2 separate regions of the Mus musculus genome follow, and region 1 is linked to region 2. Evidence: chromatin contacts called from public Hi-C data. All regions are on one chromosome and are shown on one strand. The core of a region is the stretch at or near the end of the contact, and the rest is flanking DNA. Distances in the headings are between cores, read along the strand shown.

Region 1 (2,800 bases), core at 3-2,502, 84 kb before region 2:
TCCTCTTAGCACCCCCCACTCCCCTCCCCCCACTCTAACCCCACCCCACCCCCACCCCTCCTCCAGCCAGGCAAAGCCCAGCACTGGCTTAGCTGTGTTCTAAATCCACCTGAGGTATGTGTGCTCACTGTTTGGTATAAAGTACAGCCTTTCTCAACCCCTTCAGCCCTGCAGGCTCCCCTGAGGCCTCTGGTGACACCCTGTAAGCCTTGGTCACTTTGTTACTGCCTCCCCACCCCCATGGTGGTGCTTGGATTTTTAGGCCCGATCTCTCAGCTTATTTCCATTTCTTCGGAGGCCTGTGGGGAATTCTGAAACTCTTTTTGGGGGGGGGGGGGATTTGAACTCTTAAGGCCTCCCTCAAACTCTGAGAGCCTCAAGGGAAGAGATTGGCCCAGGCGTGCTTGCTGTAGGACTGACCCACTGCGGTTGCTGTTATCCGAATGCAGGCCCCGAAGGAGCATTGGCCCCTGGGTGGGGGCATTGGTCATGAGTGGCACTGGTCACTGTTCTCTGTGATTGGTTCCTGTTTCTCTTCTCAGCTGTCCCACACACAGCGCACACAGGTTTTCCTCCAGGGAACACTGCTGCTGTGTCTTGCAGAATTCCTTCTCCTGCAGCCTCTGACTGAGCAGGCTGCTGGAATTCAACAGGCCTTCACCTTTTAAGAGTCCTTAAAAGTCTCTTATTGTCGAAAGCCGGGGTTTCAAAACCTTGCTCCTGCTTTGTCTTCTATAAAGGCCTGTTTTGTACCCCACGTCCAAACAATGACTCTTGTTCTGAACGGTATCTCAGCTTCCCCTGAATCGAGCTGCAGTGGGTTAAAAAATAAAAAAAATTCTGGGCTGGATAAGGGAAGGAAGAGCTGGACATGGTAGCACACACCTGGAATCCAGCATTTCAGAGGCTGAGGGAACGGGCTCACAAGTTCTCGGACAGCCTGGGATACGTGGAGAGACCCTGTCAACACAGCCGCCGCCGCTGCCGCCGCCACCCACCACTACCAAATCCCTGCGGTTATTTAGAAAAATAAGTGAGCACCACCTCTCACTTCCCTAATCTGACACCTCAGTCACGGGCTGACAGCTCTCATTTGGTTTGTCACTATGTGAAACAGCATTTAACCGGTTGCCAGAGCCTTTAATGGGACGATTTTTATCTAAAAAGCTGTATTTCTGTCGGTTCTTAAAGCTTGGTCGGTGGCAGTCACCAAGATCCATGTTGGCTAACGCTCTCCCTAGTTTGCTGGTGCCCTCTGCTGGTCGTTTTACAGATAGCCGCTGGGTTCAGTGGTATCTGGGGGAACTTTACAGGAGTCTGTCATTACTGTCCTTCCTCTTACAAGCTATCCCTGAACTCCCTTTCTTTAGCCTCCCACTCTCTCTGACACCAACTCGCTTCTCGCTCACAAGATGGTCAGTCTCTCTGAGAAAACTGACCATCTGTTATTGATGGTCTGTCTACTCTCCAGTCTCCACACTTCTATCTAAATGTATGGAACCCTCTTTCCCCCCACCTTTTAGTCAAAGGAACCTTTTCAGTCACACTACTTAAACACCCTTTATAAAATATAATTACAAAAAATTATATTGTTTCAAATCATTTAACAAAAGTGAAAAATGTCACTCCATTGGACGGAGCACAGGGTCCCCAATGAAGGAGCTGAAGGGGTTTGCAGACAACAATATGAACCAACCAGTACCCCCAGAGCTCCCAGGGACTAAACTACCAACCAAAGAGTACACATGGTGGGACTCATGGCTCTAGCTGCATATCTAGCAGAGGATGGCCTAGTCAGTCATCAATGGGAGGAGAGACCCTTGGTCCTGTGAAGGCTCTATGCCCCAGTGTAGGGGGATGCTGGGGCCAGGAAGTGGGAGTGGGCCGGTTGGTGAGCAGGAGAAGAGGGGGGAGAGCGAATGAAGGGAGGGGGTTTTTGGAGGGAGACCAGGAAAGGGGATAACATTTGAAATGTTGATACCATACTGTCCCAAAGCACTATTCAATCACTGCTAAATATTTCATAGATACATCCCTTGACTGTTTCCACACAGACACCCACTGAACAGATTTTTGCACATACATTTTAATTATGTTTTCCCAAAATCACTCTTGCATGCCATTGTATGCTTTTTCTTTTTTTTCTGAATGGTGATTATGAGTGCTTTAAAAAAAAACAACAACACTGTAGTTCAAGTGTTCCAAGATTAATTTATTAAAAACCTTTTAAAAATCGGAGAGAAAACGGAGATGGTGTCCATTACCAGCACCTGACCTGTAGTGTCTGAGAGACCTCGGTCCGTATTGAAGCTTGAGGTTCATGTGGATGTCTGAGGCCCTTGCTACTGCAGAGGCCAGGCAGACTTCCATAGTCTGTGCTGCTGCAGGATGTCATAGAGTGTCTGTGGTTAGGTGGCCATCAGAGGCCAGGTTGATGTGAGTGGCCTGTGCAGCCACTTGGGGCCACGTTGATGTCTGTGTTGGTGAGGGGCTGAGCTGTCTGGGTCCATGGTCCCGCTGCCGTAGGGGCTGTTGTCGCCCATGGTTGATATTACCACTGAGGGCGATGCTGATGTCTGTGATCTGTGCTGCTGCCTGAAGCCATGTTGATGCAGTGCAGTTGGTCCAGAGGCAGTGCAGCTGCTAGGGGCCAGGTTGATGCGTGTGCCTGTGTTGCCTGTGTTGATGCCCTTGGCCTGCGCAGCCACTGAGGGCTACCTAGGATGGTGCCTGTGACCTGTGCCGTAGCTGAGGTCCAGGTCGATGTCTGTGGTCTGTACTACCACCAGAGAGACCTGTG
Region 2 (2,870 bases), core at 171-2,670:
TTTCTGATCTAGTTTCTTATCGAGTCTGCACCCCAGGAATGCCAACAGCTCATTACATTCTTTTAAGATCACAGATCTGTCCTTGGACCCTAAGTTCCTCACGTCCGAGTTGGCATGGGCCATCACCAAGGTTTCTTATGTTTTGTTATTATGTGAGCTGGCATTCGGGCAGGGGTTACTACAAAGTCTGGTTGTTGTTTCTAAACACCATGGTCTAAACATGCGCTCCTCTCAGGTCTTTTATTTCCTGTACAAGCAACCCTTCTCCCTAAGCTGCACCCACAGGCCCCACGAATTGATTTCCACCTTGAGGGTGTCTATAACTTTGGCATAAGTTTGTTTTAAATAGGTCTGACTCAGTTAATGGCCAGGGGCGCTGCCCATCACTTCTATGGGTTCCTAGGCCCCTCCTTGACCCCTAGGCTGCTCCAGGAAGTATTTTTCAGGCCAGGCGTCTCTCCTCGTGTGCTTTAGACTATTTTCAGTCCTGCATCAATGGGGAAACAGCTTCTTCCACCGTCCTGAATAGTCTCACCAAGCAACCCCACCCAACAGTCCTGGGCACTGCAGACTAATCAGGGCGGGCAGCTCACGTTTGGAGAACCTGCAGCCCTCCTCTATCTGCCTTTCTTGTACTTTCTTTCATCCTTTCCCAGTTCTCAGGAAGCAATAAAAACAAACACTTCCTCTGATGTAGTTTCATATCAAATCTTTCCCCACCCACAACAGCCTTCCCTTCCTGGGAGGAGTCCCAGGGCGTAGGTTTTCTCCTGCTCAGTACTCTCTGGGTTTGGAATGCCACCCAAGTGCTAAGTTCAGGGCGACTTTGATCTAACCTGCTAGGGTTTGTGAAAAGCTCGGATGTCTATTTTTACTCTCGTGACCTATATTTGGTTTTTAACGAATGGTGGCTTCCCACCATGACGACTTATTACGGGTTCTCTTTTTGTCACACACTCTTTCTGCCTTCTCCGTCCTGGCTGTTTTCGGGTTGGAACTTCCTGCAGATGACCACTAGAGGGCAGATGATTTCCAGTTTACAAGATACCTTCCACAGCCAGTTTTCTGGAGCTTTGCTGACTACCAGGGCCGGTTTTTTTTTTTTTTTTTTTTTTTTTGTTTATTTGTTTGTTTTCCTTCAGAAGCGAGAGCAAAACACTTGAAGTTCTTTGGGTGCAGCTAAGACGTTTTCTACAGCGTTCATCTATGAAGTCCTGGCTGTGAGCAGCAGACATTCTGGCCAGTAGAGAGAAAACCGTGGTTTCTCTGTGTTCCTACCCAGGGGAAGAAAGCTGTGCCAGAGTGGTGTTCTTTCTAGGTTTGCTAAAAAGCATATACGTGTACCCTGCGTGTATCTACTCGGGTCTCACAGTAAGATGGCAATGCTTCCTGAGGCCTCTCCCACTATACCCAGGCTTCCTGCCAACATAGTACGCTCACGTGGTCAACCTGGATGTGTGCCAAGGCAAAGTTGATGAGCCATGAGGGAGGTAGAGAGATGGAGTGGCATGGGAATATATCTTCGTTGAAGTTCCTTGGAGCACTGTGGGGACTCTGATCTCAGACATGGGGAAGCGTGGGTGCTATTTCCTAGTCAGAAGACACGGGTAGCTATGACGCTGAAGAATTAAGTAGACTAGAAACAAATGGATATAGGCCCATCAGCCCAAGGTCAAAATTAGGAGGCTGACTTTTAAGGTAGCAGGTCGAAAGGTCAACGGGAGGTCAAGGGTACATCTCAGCAGGGGGGTGTTGCCTACACTCTGGGAGGCTCTCAGTTCCATCCCCAACACTGGAAAGAAAGAAAAAATGAAGTCAGTAGGAAGTAGAAAAAGAAACTTCAAAGGAGAACCTTCTGCTATGGATAAAAAGTCTGAACTGAGATGCTAAAGATAGTAAATTGATAGATAGCGCGGCAGTTAAATGTGACTCAGCTCTGGCCTTCCTAATCCTGCGGCCTTGGATAGGAGGCAGGGTCTTCTCTGGGGTCCAGTTTTCTCGGCTCTAATGGTGCAGCTTCCAGGTCCGAGGCTATTGGAAAGATTTCACACGATGACACACATTAAAGGGGGCCGTTTCCCTTTCTTCATTTGCTCATTCAAAAGACATATTTCCTAATGCCTGTATTGGTTAGATATGTGTAACTTCAATATTGGTTAGATATGTGTACCTTCAAGAGACAGAAAACATGATGTAACCAAACAATATTGAAAAGGATATTGACTCTGAGAGAGATATTATCACTATGAGGTAACAACACCACCATGACACAGGTAGGATCGTGAATGTCACCTCTCTCCAGGAGTCGGGGGGGGGGGGGGGCGGTGCTAGGAATGAGTGGTGCGGTCTTGGTGAGGTCACCAGGGACTTAAGCGCTCTCCATACCTTGGCTCTCTCATCCTCATCAGGTTGACGTTTATTCCTACACCCCTGGTACTATGGCCACTTGGGCCACGTGCGTACTCCCAAGTTTCCAGCAACTCTAGACTTTTTATGTCCTAGAGTCGCGGCAGTAGATCTTCAACATGGCCAATATCAGTGCCTTGGAAAGTAAATATCCCTGGGGTAAGAAGTTTCCTGGAAAGCCTCAGGCACGGCTCTGACCTCAGAGGAGCGGGAGGCATAGAGTAGGTGCTATATATTCTAGGGATTTGATACAATTGATGATTCACTGTAAGACATCTGCCCTGTAATCTTTTGGAGTTCTTGATACCAGAGAGAAACCGGGGCTCAGTTAGGTTAACTAAATAAGGGATGGCTTTTGAGCAGGCAATATGAGTGTTTTCCAGGCACTGTAGTTGCTGTGGACACACGGTAGTATACAGGTCCGGAGTGCTGGAGAATGGGAGGTTCTAGACAGGCAAATGCGC

The links. Hi-C and Micro-C count contacts between places; a contact is called where the count stands out from the background.
Region 1: a contact with region 2 is called in a Hi-C map of cerebellar granule neurons, with 4 times the contacts expected there. The contact joins two enhancer-like sites. A contact is called at or near these places in 14 of 484 Hi-C or Micro-C datasets (CD4 T cells, CD8 T cells, the P5424 cell line and 8 more) and 3 of 115 datasets of contacts at active chromatin or transcription factors (CD8 T cells, embryonic stem cells and regulatory T cells).

The regions. Positions count from the first base shown.
Region 1 is chr2:59,520,738-59,523,537 of GRCm38.p6, reverse strand. No RefSeq gene overlaps it. Among named protein-coding and RNA genes, the nearest start is that of Gm39831, 10 kb to the right of the region's middle. Within about 2 kb of position 1,252, at least 63 of the 459 cell types and tissues checked have an H3K27ac peak or open chromatin away from gene starts, as enhancers often do. A contact at or near this core is called in the P5424 cell line, cerebellar granule neurons and cerebral cortex, where this site is marked.
Region 2 is chr2:59,436,726-59,439,595 of GRCm38.p6, reverse strand. No RefSeq gene overlaps it. Among named protein-coding and RNA genes, the nearest start is that of Gm46743, 18 kb to the right of the region's middle. Within about 2 kb of position 1,420, at least 148 of the 459 cell types and tissues checked have an H3K27ac peak or open chromatin away from gene starts, as enhancers often do. A contact at or near this core is called in the P5424 cell line, cerebellar granule neurons and cerebral cortex, where this site is marked.